2 separate regions of the Ctenopharyngodon idella genome follow, and region 2 is linked to region 1. A link is a contact called in public Hi-C data. All regions are on one chromosome and are shown on one strand. Each heading gives the region's core, a stretch centred on a gene start, on an enhancer-like site or on the middle of the called end of the contact. The rest is flanking DNA. Distances are from core to core; before and after follow the strand shown. Region 1 holds the start of LOC127522798 (protein ATP6V1FNB). Region 2 holds the start of LOC127522129 (ADP-ribosylation factor 4-like).

Region 1 (6,794 bases), core at 3,369-5,868:
CCATTATTTTTATATTTACTATATTGTTTTTGCATTGTATATACATAATAAATATATTGCAATAATAATTATTATTATTACTATTTTGTCTGTGTGTGTCTGTGTATGTGTCTGTGTGTGTGTTAATCCCTCTAATAGTTTTACATTTAGTTGCCTGTACTTTTATGTGCTGAACAACCTTGTATCTGTGTCTTTGTTTCCCAGGGAAGAACATGCTCCTGGTCGGTGTTCATGGTCCTCTGACGCCCTGCGAGGAGATCTTGGTAAAACACATGGGAAACATGCAGTACAATGTCAGCTACATCTTAAAGGAGCGGGGCAACTACGTCCTGGCAGTTAAATGGGGAGACGAACACATCCCAGGCTCACCCTTCCAAGTCACTGTCCCATAATTCCCTGCGGTTAACCCAAAACACTCCTGAGAGAGAGAAAGACACTGTAAAAAAATAAAAATAAAAAGAAGGCATCAGCGAGTGAATCATTCAGACCTTCTTCATTTTGTTGAACTTTGCACTTGATCAGGTTTTCGACTGGAATGTGACGCATTATGACGGTAACGTTGACGGCATGTTGTTATGATGCACGAATTGTACATTTCCCCTGTTTGTCAATTTAGTTCAGCATAGCAAGTTTAAGGTTGAGTGTTGAAAAGATAAAATGATCGTGTATGAACAAACTGATCAGGGTTTCACACCCAAACATCTCTTTACTACTGATATTGACTCTAATTGTTCGTCTCTTTCTAACATACTGTCACTTTTAATTCACATATTATAACATTTCCATGTCTGTGTTCGATTCTCACTGCATAAACTGAGCTGTGACGTTTATTTACTCACAAATCAAAACACTTGGACTTCAAATCAAGCACTTCTGTACTCATCTCAACGGTTTCACCACTACATATTGAATAGTTTAGAGACAAAGGGGAAATAAATAAAACAATTACTATATATCAAGATTTTAGACTTGCAAAGCCCTCAAGATCCAGTATTTTCAGTTAATCAGATTTTCTGGCTTTTTGAAGACTCTAATATGAACATGTCACAGTAATAGATTTATGCAGATCTCTTTTACATTCTTCAGATCTTTGTTTGTCTTAATTCTACTAGTTTTGATACTCCAGTGGTGAAGTATTTTGTAAGTGTTTTAAGGGCAAGGGGCGTATTTTGTATTTAGCCATTAGTGCCTTATTGTGAAACACGTGAGTAGATTTGATGTACATTTGCTTATTAAAACTGACTGGAATAAAGAATTCAGAATCTACAATGTCTTGTTAATTATCTTCAGCATTTTCTTCAGCATTGTTTACATGAGTGAGTAAATGATCAAATGCTTTTTTCTTTTCCTTTTTTTGGGTGAACTGTTCCTTTAACTGTGTTGTTTAGACTCCCACTAACAGGAAGTGAAGAGGCCACCTTGATCCATAGAAATGACCCTGAATACAGTACAGCAAATGTATTATCAAACGAACATGCATATTTATAGTTCCAAAGGTCATGCACATTATTCATGATTTCCTTATGCTTTTTTTTTAGGCAGGATTATAAGCGCTAATCCTGCCTAAAAAAAGCATTAGGAAATCATGAATAATGTGCATGACCTTTGGAACTATAAATATGCATGTATGTTATGTCTTGGAAATTTGAGTGTAACTTGAATTAAAAGCCTTTATTTGAATTTAAATTAGTCTACATGGGAGAAAGTGCTTTGTGTCTGTTTGCAGTGGGTTTGAATTTGTAATATTGTAGATGAGGCCTGTAAAGTCCAGAAACATTCTGCTGCCACCTTCAGGACAGGTCTAAGCATTACAACACTTGATTAAAAGGTTCAGGCAAAATTACAATTACCATTATTTACTCACCCTCAAGTTTCAAACCTGTATTTCCTGCTAATTAAAATAAATAATGAATAACATTCAGCCAGTGTTGTTATTGTTAACTAAAACTATTAAAAATAAATGTAGGAAATGAAGCTGAAATAAAGTATCAAATATTAGATGAATAACTGAAATTTAGAACTAAAAGTACCTAAACTAAAACCAAAGCTATGTACAAATAAAAAATAAAGACTGACAAAAGTATATACAATTATTAAAATTTATATAATAGGCTATATTCATGTAATATATTAACCACAGTCTCTAGAGTGCCTCTTGAGATCAGGGGGAGTGAGGTTTACATGCACAGATCTTACAGGCCTACATCTGTTACACTCACCCCTTAAACCTCACTCTCATCCGGGTCACGGCACCAATGTAACCCTTCACCTCAGGTCCCACTTACCTCGCTTTGGGCAGGCCTCAAACTCGGTTCTCCAGCGTGGGAATGAGACGCTTTAACAAGGAGTCTAAAGACGGCTGCCACTAGCATGTGTGAGGTTTACACACACAGCTCTTACTGGCCTATGTCTGTTACATAAGTAATATTAAAATAAGATAGAAACCAGAGCACAAAAGCTACAACAGACTTCAGCCACAGCCTTAGATGAAATCAACTGAAGATAAAAGACATTTAATCTCTCCAGATCTCAGCAGAGGAGGATTAAACAACTCCACAAACATCATTACAGCTTCACATATTGCTAACCAGATTGACTTTATGTCATTCATCTACGTAAGTTCTTGAAAGCTAACACTCATTTGAAGTCACCATAATGGTGATTGGTGTTTCCATTAGTTGGTTTCTTAACTCTTATAAGATAAAAACCATGAGCAGAAAACTATAAACTACAATGAACAAACACAGATATGAGCAATCAGTGTATGAATCTCAACAATGGTGACAACAAAATAGTTAGAATTAAAGAAAATAATAGGACAATTCAGCTGCATAATTTATTCATGCTGTGATGCATGCTGGGAGTTTTGTACTATTGTTCCCAGCATGCATTGCGGGATGACACTTTTGTGAATCTCAACAATGGTGACAATCAAAAGTGTCATGCTGCAATGCATGCTGGGAACAATAGTACAAAATACTCAGCATGCATCACAGCATGAATAAATTATGCTATTATTTTCTTTAATTCCAACTATTTGCTTTCATTTTTGCAGTGGTTTTTTTATTAGCTTTTTGTGATGTCCAGAGTTGATCTGATTGTCTGAATATTTTGTTGTCACCATTGTTGAGATTCATATGCTTATTGCTGATAGTTTTCTGCTCCTTTTTTGTTTTTTTTTAATATTCTATCTTTTAGCTGATTTCTGCAATACAGTATGATCTCGTGTTGTAATCTCGTGTCGTTCTTTATTATCTGTGTCTTGAATGGGTGGTTCACGCTTTTAAACAGCGGAATATGAACAAAGCCCATAATTATTTATTAAAGAAAATAAATAAATACGCGTATAGGTAGTTAACATATATGCTCTTACGGCATTAATGCACTTTAGCTATGTTCGTTATTCGTTCTAATGTGTCAGGGGAATGTTCTTAAAACATTAATCAAATTAATATCATACCTTCCGTTCTCTTCTTTTTAAAAAACGTCAAAAGATGCGTTTGAACCGTTCTCCTGATCCTTTTGAACAAGCGCGAAAAATGAGGAAAGCTCAGTGCTCCGGCGTGACTGTGCGCGCGCTTTACAATACTGAGTTCTGATTGGTCAATCGCTGTTATTTATAGTTTGTTAATTATCATACGGAGAATTTTAAAATGTCATTTACATGATAAGATTTCCACTGTTAATAACCACTGTTAAGAAAATAAATAAATACGCGTATATGTAGTTAACATATATGCTCTTACGGCATTAATGCACTTTAACTATGTTCGTTATTCGTTCTAATGTGTCAGGGGAATGTTCTTAAAACATTAATCAAATTAATATCATACCTTCCGTTCTCTTCTTTTTAAAAAACGTCCAAAGATGCGTTTGAACCGTTCTCCTGATCCTTTTGAACAAGCGCGAAAAATGAGGAAAGCTCAGTGCTCCGGCGTGACCGTGCGCGCGCTTTACAATACTGTGTTCTGATTGGTCAATCGCTGTTATTTATAGTTTGTTAATTATCATACGGAGAATTTTAAAATGCCATTTACATGATAAGATTTCCACTGTTAATAACCACTGTTAAGAAAATAAATAAATACGCGTATATGTAGTTAGCTCTTACGGCATTAATGCACTTTAGCTATGTTCGTTATTCGTTCTAATGTGTCAGGGGAATGTTCTTAAAACATTAATCAAATTAATATCATACCTTCCGTTCTCTTCTTTTTAAAAAACGTCCAAAGATGCGTTTGAACCGTTCTCCTGATCCTTTTGAACAAGCGCGAAAAACGACGAAAGCTCAGAGCTCCGGCGTGACTGTGCGCGCGCGTTACAATACTGAGTTCTGATTGGTCAATCGCTGTTATTTATAGTTTGTTAATTATCATACGGAGAATTTTAAAATGTCATTTACATGATACGACTTCCACTGTTAATCTAAAGGGGATGGTAAGGGGGGATGGTGGCTTTACAGCAGAGGGGATCCTTTTTGTCATTTTTTTGTATTTCTTCTCTTTGAGACCCTATCGTTTTTCTTGTCTTCTTTCTCTGCAGTGAGTCTCTTTTGTTCTTCTGTCAGCACATTTAGTGTGTGTTTGTTTAAATGGCCTCTCGTCTCTCCCGCTGCTGAGTGATCTTCCCTCTGATTGGTCGGCTCTTCACCTCTTAGGTTTCTGTGGCCTCACTGTCCCGTTAATCAGTAAGAGGCGCGGTCAGAGCTCACAGGAGACATGAGGAACCTGCTGACCACCCAGGACCAGAACTTCTACCGTGAGCTGATCCTGAAGGAGGCTTACACGCGGCTGGCGTGGAAGATGAAATACAGCAAAGAATACCCGACAACATTCACGTCTCGTAGGTCCAAGTCCATCGGGCTTTTTAACCCTCCATCTGCCACTAAACTCACGCTGCCCCCTGTGGTCCACACGCAGGAGAAGCAGCGCGAGGCGCCCGCGATAGTGCGGCGGTCCCTGAGTGAAGCACCTCTGATGAGGCCCGTGAGCCCGCAGACTAAAGCGGCTCTTTATCAGGGATTCTCCCACGAAGGCAAAGGACGACATCTGTACCTGAGGAAACGAGCCCAAAAAGGCCCCGAAGAAAAGTTTGATTACCCCATTCTCTCGTCCTGGGATTATGGATGGAGACTAGGTGAGGAAAGTGGGAATTTATAACTTTTGTAACATGATCCTTTAGAAATCATTCTAATTTGCTACTGATTATTATCAGTAGCAAAGTAGCGACTTTTTTTGAGAGGATTCTTTGATGAATAGTAAGTATTAATGTATCGCCCGCTCTAAGTGGGACTCGAACCCCGGTCCGCTGGCATGGGAGTCGGGTGCTCTAACAAGGACGCTAAAACCCTCAATTGCTAGCATCCGTGGCTAGCCTACATCTGTTACACATTCTTGCTGAATAAAAGCGTTAATTTCTTTTTAAAAAATCTTACTGACCCCAAACTGTTGAATAGTAGTGTATATAAAAACAAATACAGTTAGCAGTATTAGTAAAATGGTTGATGCTGAACGTTCAGTGTTTAATAGCAAAATATTAGCTTAATAATAATGGCTACATGTCATTCTGAAAATCTTCCACTGACATTGTTTCCTCAGGTGACTATGAGATTGACTGCAAGACTCCAGCCAGCGGGAGATCTGGGATCGTACGGAACACTTTCTACGCCAGGAATGGCATTTTTAATATTCCCACAGCAACCGATCAGCTCGGATGAAACTGCACCTTAAATTTAAAATACTCTGAATCATTTTCTGAAGTAAATCTTCTGTTTACTGTAAATTAAATAAATCATATATTTTCTGTCTAAGCATATATGCCAGGATTTGAAATCATTTGATAGAACTTTATTGTAGAAGTTACATGTAAATGTCAATAAAGCACTTTTACAGATGTATAGAGTTAATTAATGGAGAAATGTAGATGGGTTAAATGGATAACAGCCTTGCAAACGAACTCTACTGTCTCATAGCAACCGGTAAACCAACACTGCAGACCGCTGGTTCATAATTAACAAGCACTGGAAACTTTTCTTCTTTCAGTGAAGCATTTCTGTTCTTCTCTACACAAATACTCTAAATAAAGCACTGAATGCTCACTTTCTGAATCTCTGATTATGTTATAACCACTTCATTTTATAACAATCTGTTCTTCGTTCTCATCAGACGAGCGGTAGAAGTGTAAATGGAGAATGTTGTTATCCTCTCCTCTGCGCTTGATTTACAGTGATGCAGAGCGGGAAATGATCACTCACTGCCAGAGCCTGTGGAACAGAGAGACAGCTGTTAGTGTTTACTTTCCTGTAAGGGAGACTGGGGCTAGATGTCACACATTTTACTTTATATTTGTCAAGAGTGTTTATTTTTGAAAGTCAGTTTATTTATAGACATTGTCATAACATTGTGTAACAATGTGACAACTAGCCCCCAGTCTCTCTTAATCTCAATATTCTTGCTGTTTATTGGTTTGCTTAATCCATTGTTTTTCTTCTAGGAAACATAATACTTCAGTGACATTGTTATTTAAAGGTACACTACGCAACTTTTTTTTTAGTTCAAAATGAACATAACGGGTCAATACATCATTCCTTTCAAAACATGTTTTTGTCTTACCCTGATTCACTATGGTAAACCTGTTATTAAAGTGTTTATATTTTAGACCTGTCAGGATGGTTTTCGAGGGAAATTGTGTAGGCCTACATATGTCACTCGCCTGTGTGTGTCTCATGATCATATCTGTAAATAGAGTAAAGTTGCTCTGGCTGCTTTTTGACGTGTGTCTTCTGCAAAATTCAT
Region 2 (6,411 bases), core at 271-2,770, 180 kb before region 1:
ACGCAATGAATAAAACCACATTTGGGCAAATATAGTGAACTGATTGTACTGCAGACAATTTAAATAAGGATAAAAACCTTGGTGTTCTGATAGTAATGTCTCCAGAGGCCTCTGATGACACTCTGACCACCAACATCCCAAACCGTGAAGGAGATGTTTTTATATTCAACTGTCTCAACATTAAAACCTAGAGAGGAGGATGATGAGCAGTTAGACATGACATATAGATAAATACATTCATGCAGGAATTGATAAATTATGGCTTGATATACGCTTTGAGTTTCTTACCAATAGTTGGAATAGATGAGACAACTTCACCAAGTTTGAGTTTGTAGAGGATTGTTGTTTTCCCTGCTGCATCCAGACCAACTTGGAGAAGAAATATTTACATTTATTTCCACAATGTAAATGAACAAGATTCATATTTTGAATATTTTCTAAAATAGTAAAGTTCACATATTAATTAGTCCCAATTTAGTCGCCATAGTTTGTTCAAAATTTGAATTCGAATCAAATAATATGAGTAAAGATCAGGTTTTTAAAACATTTTAAAGGAAAAAACAACAACATTTACTCACCCATAAGCAACCTCATCTCTTTTTTCTTCAAGAGACGTGAGAAAATGTGAGAGAAGAAGACGCCCATTTTGAAAAGTGCAGATGAAAAAGATGTTTGCTGTATTTAGTGAAAATAAATGTCCAGAGGACGAGGCTCAGATTGTTAGTGTGAGGATGGTGTGAGTGTGTGAGTGTTTATATAGGCTTTTTTGCTTTCGGTTTGACTGACAGCTCAACACCGCCACCCTCATTCAAGTCGCGCGCAGTTTCTCTCGTTGCAAATCCAGCGCGTTCAATATGACGTCACCAACTGTCTCACTTTTCTAAGCAAATCTTACGATTTTTAATTAATTTTATTATATTTATTTTTTTATTTATTATGTTTTTAATTGAATGTTCTTTTATTTGAATTTTCAAAATGCAACCAGTCAAATGTTTGTTTGTTTTTTGGCTTTATAATTATGTCTGCCTTTATATTTTTGTAGTTTGTGATTTGTTAATATTGTTCATTTGATGCCTATTTTGTTTGTATACTTGTCGAGTTAAAAAAAAAATCTTGTTACGATGTAAAGTTTAAAATCTCTTTAGCTGAATAAAGTTTTCAGACGTTCTGTAAATCTGACATTTTTTTTTTTTTTTCCCGGGCTTTGTAAACATAATTTCTGAAGTTTAATTTCCCATTATACTATAGTCAACCTACTGTTGATGAAGGGTTTTGATCCATAAAAACTGTTATTAAATTAAAAATCATTGCTGTTATAAACACGTCACTCTTGTCACTCTTAATTTATTATGATTTTTTATAACCTAAAATACACCTAATAAAATTATATTTTAGCGATTCACTGATACTCTTTGATCACCAAAACTAATAACTGTTGTTTCTGATTATTTTGCACTTTGTTTAGACACGTGATGATGACGTGACGTCATTTCTAACGCGCTGGATTTGCAACGAGAGAAACTGCGCGCGACTTGAATGAGGGTGGCGGTGTTGAGCTGTCAGTCAAACCGAAAGCAAAAAAGCCTATATAAACACTCACACACTCACACCATCCTCACACTAACAATCTGAGCCTCGATCTCTGGATATTTATTTTCACTAAATACAGCAAATAGCTTTCACATCTGCACTTTTTTAAAATGGGCGTCTTCTTCTCTCACATTTTCTCACGTCTCTTTGAGAAAAAAGAGATGAGGTTGCTTATGGGTGAGTACATGTTTTTTTTTTGTTTTTTTTAAGAATCTATTTTTTAACAAATATTTCTCTAGTACATATGAATTGATACATAAAAATGTAATAAAACCTCAGAAAATATTCCAATTATGAATTGTGTGCATGTTAATTGTGGAAATAAATGTAAAAATTTCTTCTCCAAGTTGGTCTGGATGCAGCAGGGAAAACAACAGTCCTCTACAAACTCAAACTTGGTGAAGTTGTCACAACTATTCCAACTCTAGGTAAGAAACTTGGTCAAACAAATGTTTTAATTCTTAAGAAACAAAGATAGTATTATATTACATAAGTACTGAATCACTGTGATTGATAATGACTGGCTCTGATTCTCTCTAGGTTTTAACGTTGAGACAGTTGAATATAAAAACATCTCTTTCACGGTTTGGGATGTCGGGGGTCAGGACATTATCAGACGCCTCTGGAGACATTACTATCAGAACACTAAGGTAATGATGTGTTCAGTTCAAATTCCAAATCTAACCAGCTGTTTTTAATGAAATGCGCTGAACAAAGTGTGTGTGTTTGTATGATTCAGGGTCTGATCTTTGTGGTGGACAGCAGTGATCAGGACAGGATTGAAACGGCAGCAGAGGAGCTGAAAATGATGGTAAGTCATCTAAGTTCACTATAATCAAGTCTACATGTAATATTGTGTTCGTGCATCATGTCTAAATCCACTCGAACCTTTTCAGCTGGCGGAGGATGAGATGAGAGACGTTGTTCTGTTAGTTCTCGCTAACAAGCAGGATTTACCCAAAGCCATGGCGGTCCACGAGCTGACAGAGAGACTGGGTTTACACGCACTGAGAGGAAGACAGGTGAGTGAGTGACACACAGACTCATGTTGGTGGTGGAATAGAGCTGCAGATGTGTGAGGTCACATGTGTTTCTCTGTCTCTCTCTCAGTGGTTCGTTCAGCCCACATGTGCGGTTCAAGGGTCAGGGTTATATGAAGGACTGGATTGGCTCTCGGATCAACTGTCCAAACGATAAAACACTACAGAAGAAAATACACTAAATCACAACTGAATGTATATATTATGTCTCCAGATTTTTTATTTTTATTATGAGATATTCATGGATTATTATTATTCATCTTTATATGTAATTCACTGTATATTTAATTTACTACTATAAAGACATTTTTTAATTATTTCTGTACATGTCTGCCTACAAAATGTGCCTTTCAAATATCTTCAATAAACAATGTATTTATTTACAAAATGATTTGATTATTAATTGTTTTTTTTTTATTTAAAGGCACAATATGTAAGATTTTTGGATTAAAATATCCAAAAACCACTAGCACAGCGTTATATATTTTGTTGACTTGTGTACTTACATTATCCCAAATGTTTCCAAGAATGTTTAAATCCAAAGAAATAAGCAATTTTAACAGGGTCCATGCGTCGCCTATCAGTGACATCATACCTGCGATGTTTTATTTTGTAGAAACCATGGAAACACCAGACGCTTTAATATATTACATGTTTTATTAGACAGGTGAGCAACTGTCTGGATACATTCATGGACAGAAAACTAATCATTGTTATCTAGCTCAACACAGTAAGTCTTACTGTTTAAATCTCGTTTTCTTGATTTACCATGTTTTACCATGCCTAATATCAATCTAGCTTACTGCAGTGTGCAACAAGTGTCTCATAGTAGCCGCTGAGCGAACGCAGAGTAGCGTTATAACAACTTTCAACACACAAATGTATCTAATATGACAAAACAGCGCTGTTTTACCCCACATACGCTTGACCGGAAGCTCTCGTCTGTGGCATAATAAAAGTCCCGCTGCTCTCGAGCTGTGTGCGCTCATCTCTCATTAGCAAATCGCACCAGCAGACTCATTCCGCTCCAACGGCTTTCAACCACACCCTGCTTCATACTACAGTAATGTTAATACATCTATAATACATTACCTCATCCATGAATATGATTTCTGCCCGAGTCTCGTCAGATTTTCCGCCGGCTGTAGACCTGAAGACAACAACTCCCATGCTTCCGCAAATTCAAGTTGTCATCAAGCTATGCCTTTGTTTTGAATAAGCGATCTCTAGCGGCAGAGTATTACATATTGTGCCTTTAAAATAAACCAATCTACAATAGGTTTACTGTAGTAACAATGGCCACAGTACCGTTTTTTTTCTCTTAAACCAAACATTCATTACACAAATAATAATCAAATAAGACCAAAATAACTTTACATATTTCTATATTAGCATACTGGCACTAAAATATACTAGAGTCGCACCGATACTAGAATCAAAAGAAACAGATTTATACTCAACACAGATTCATTATTGACATTTATTTACACCTGGAAAAAATATACTTGTTCTTCATTAAGGAGTAACAGAACAATGAAATACTTTCTAGGGAAAAGCTATTGTCGGTTACAGAAAAAAAAATAAAATTAGTGGTTAAGGGTTTGATAGAAAAATATTGTTTATGCTGAAACAGACTGTGGTTCGATGTACATGGTTTACAAAAACCGTAATTTTCCATTTATATCATTCTATAATAATCACCACAGCAACAAATAAAACATCCTGTACAATAACTACCAATATAAATGAGCAGATCAAAAATACAGATGTTAGAAAATATCCATCAGTATAACAAACAGGCGTCGTGTCAAAAGCAGTTCGTTATTTGTATTAGAATATCAGAATATACCTCTTTAAAATTCAAGCATGTTAAAATAGGTTTGTTCTTCAAATATAAAACATGAATGGTTGCCCAACAACCAGTTTTCACAGGCCTACTGTCACACAGGCCCAGATTCATGTGCAGGAATTAGTATTGTCAAAAATACCGATTGCGATAACAAAGTCGGAATTAAAATTTAAAAAATGCTGTTTTTTCAAGCGCTGTTGGGCGGATTCGTAAACCCCTCTGATTGGCCTTTGTGTTCGCGCGCTCATCACCAGATATGTCTGTGATTGGCTACAATGATCAACGCACGGAACCGTTTGAATTTGAAAGCGGGAGCGTTTGAAAGCAGTAGCCAATCACAGATATTTCCGATGAGCGAATTGCCAATCACAGATATTTCCGATGAGCGAATTGCCAATCAGAGATATTTACGAATCCGCTCAACGGCGCTCAAAGCCTCACATTTTCAAAATGTCAGTACCGACTTCGTATCGCGGTTGGTATTTTGACAACACTAAAGGAAATGAACATTAAACAACATATGTAAGGCGTCCCATGAGTCCAAAACAAACCAGCATAATCAACCAGATAAAGCATTCATATGGAAAACAGTGTCAGTTAGAGAGTGAAGTTGTACAGAAGTGTGACGGTCTTTGGTTCTTCACCGGTTTGTCTTTCTAGCTCAAGGCACACAACAGAAAGTTTGTATTTCCATCTTCAAATATCAAACATGGTTGACTTCATGGAATATGACCAGTTGTAAAACACAAGCCATAAAAATGTGTTTTTGAGAAGAACGTCTTCTGTTGCTTGACACGCTCCACAGATAAAGTGCAAATAACAGAAGCTCGTTCTAAAGGTCAAACAATCATATTTCATGACATTAAAGCACTCATGTACTCACAAACTACACGCTTGGTCCTAAAAGAGATGGAAAATCGATCAAATCAAACTAATCAGAAAATGAAAGGCACAAAGAAACTGCAGTATTCACCTTTATCAGTCAAGCAAGTGTAAAGAAAAGCTGTATTTGAAGACTGTATTGTGTGTAAATATCATTTTCTGAATGACGATGTATATATGATATTAAAGTAGAAGGAAGACCACAATCTCAATGCAGGAAAGTGACGAGGCTAGTTCTATTGGTTTAACCAGTGACCGGTCATTCAGTTTGGTTAAGGTGGAGAGGAAAGGAAAAGACAATGGCTATTTTCCCTTTTGTGGTTAGTCAGCTTATGAATTAAAAATGAAAATAAATACATGTAAAACTCCACTGGTCTTCGTTGGGTTTGCCTTCATGAGAAATAGACACCATTGCATTTGTGCTGTAGAGTAAATGCCGGACACCTGCGATAATGTGCTAATTGACCTTGTAAAGATGAATTCTACTCACACTAGTGTCCTTCAACATTTATACGTTAGCAGTGTTGGTGTCTGTTAAAGGGGAAATAAATCTGCCTGTTATTGCAATATCACACCAAATAACATGATTCAAAACAGTGAATTTCATGAAAACATTTCCAGGGAACATTTCGCCCCAAAATATAATGGAAAATATATATATATAAAAGCCCATTTTTAGACCCATTAAGATTTTTAGCATATGACATTTTCTTGATAATTAAGTACATTTCAGCATAAATTCTGTAATGCATAATTTTGAGTTTCTCAATATTCATGGTGATTCTCTATAATAATAATAGAAAAAAACCCCCACTAATAATATTTAACAATTTAATACTTCATAATTTAAATAATGTCATGTTTTTCAAAGTACAGTAATGAAAATTAGATTTGGTGTATTATAATAATAAAAACTGGGTTTAAAATGTGTTTAATTATCATGAAAATAATGCCACAGGGCTAATATATGTATATGTATTCTATGAATTTTATAGAATTAGAATATGCTTAATTTTCTTCATGGAAAATATAGTTTCTTAATTCCTCCTT

What was found. A called contact is a pair of places that touch in the nucleus more often than the background predicts.
Region 2: a contact with region 1 is called in a Hi-C map of muscle, with 2.7 times the contacts expected there. The contact joins the promoter of LOC127522129 here to the promoter of LOC127522798 in region 1. A contact is called at or near these places in 2 of 2 Hi-C or Micro-C datasets (both in muscle).

What each region holds. Positions count from the first base shown.
Region 1 is chr11:19,525,013-19,531,806 of HZGC01, reverse strand. It overlaps LOC127522798 (protein ATP6V1FNB), which reads left to right and starts at 4,618. Exons shown (of 2, transcript XM_051913097.1): 1 at 4,618-5,136; 2 at 5,598-6,097. The coding sequence starts at 4,719. The coding sequence ends at 5,716. It overlaps LOC127522796 (deoxyribonuclease gamma-like), which reads right to left. Exons shown (of 8, transcript XM_051913094.1): 8 at 5,832-6,262. The coding sequence ends at 6,197. LOC127522284 (filamin-B) reads left to right here. Exons shown (of 44, transcript XM_051912068.1): 44 at 205-1,269. The coding sequence ends at 392.
Region 2 is chr11:19,705,081-19,711,491 of HZGC01, reverse strand. LOC127522129 (ADP-ribosylation factor 4-like) reads left to right here and starts at 1,520. Exons shown (of 6, transcript XM_051911741.1): 1 at 1,520-1,767; 2 at 1,938-2,018; 3 at 2,131-2,240; 4 at 2,330-2,401; 5 at 2,487-2,612; 6 at 2,701-3,021. The coding sequence starts at 1,701. The coding sequence ends at 2,787. It overlaps LOC127522127 (ADP-ribosylation factor 4-like), which reads right to left and starts at 837. Exons shown (of 5, transcript XM_051911739.1): 1 at 579-837; 2 at 289-369; 3 at 78-187. The coding sequence starts at 645. dennd6aa (DENN/MADD domain containing 6Aa) reads right to left here. Exons shown (of 19, transcript XM_051911737.1): 19 at 4,093-6,411.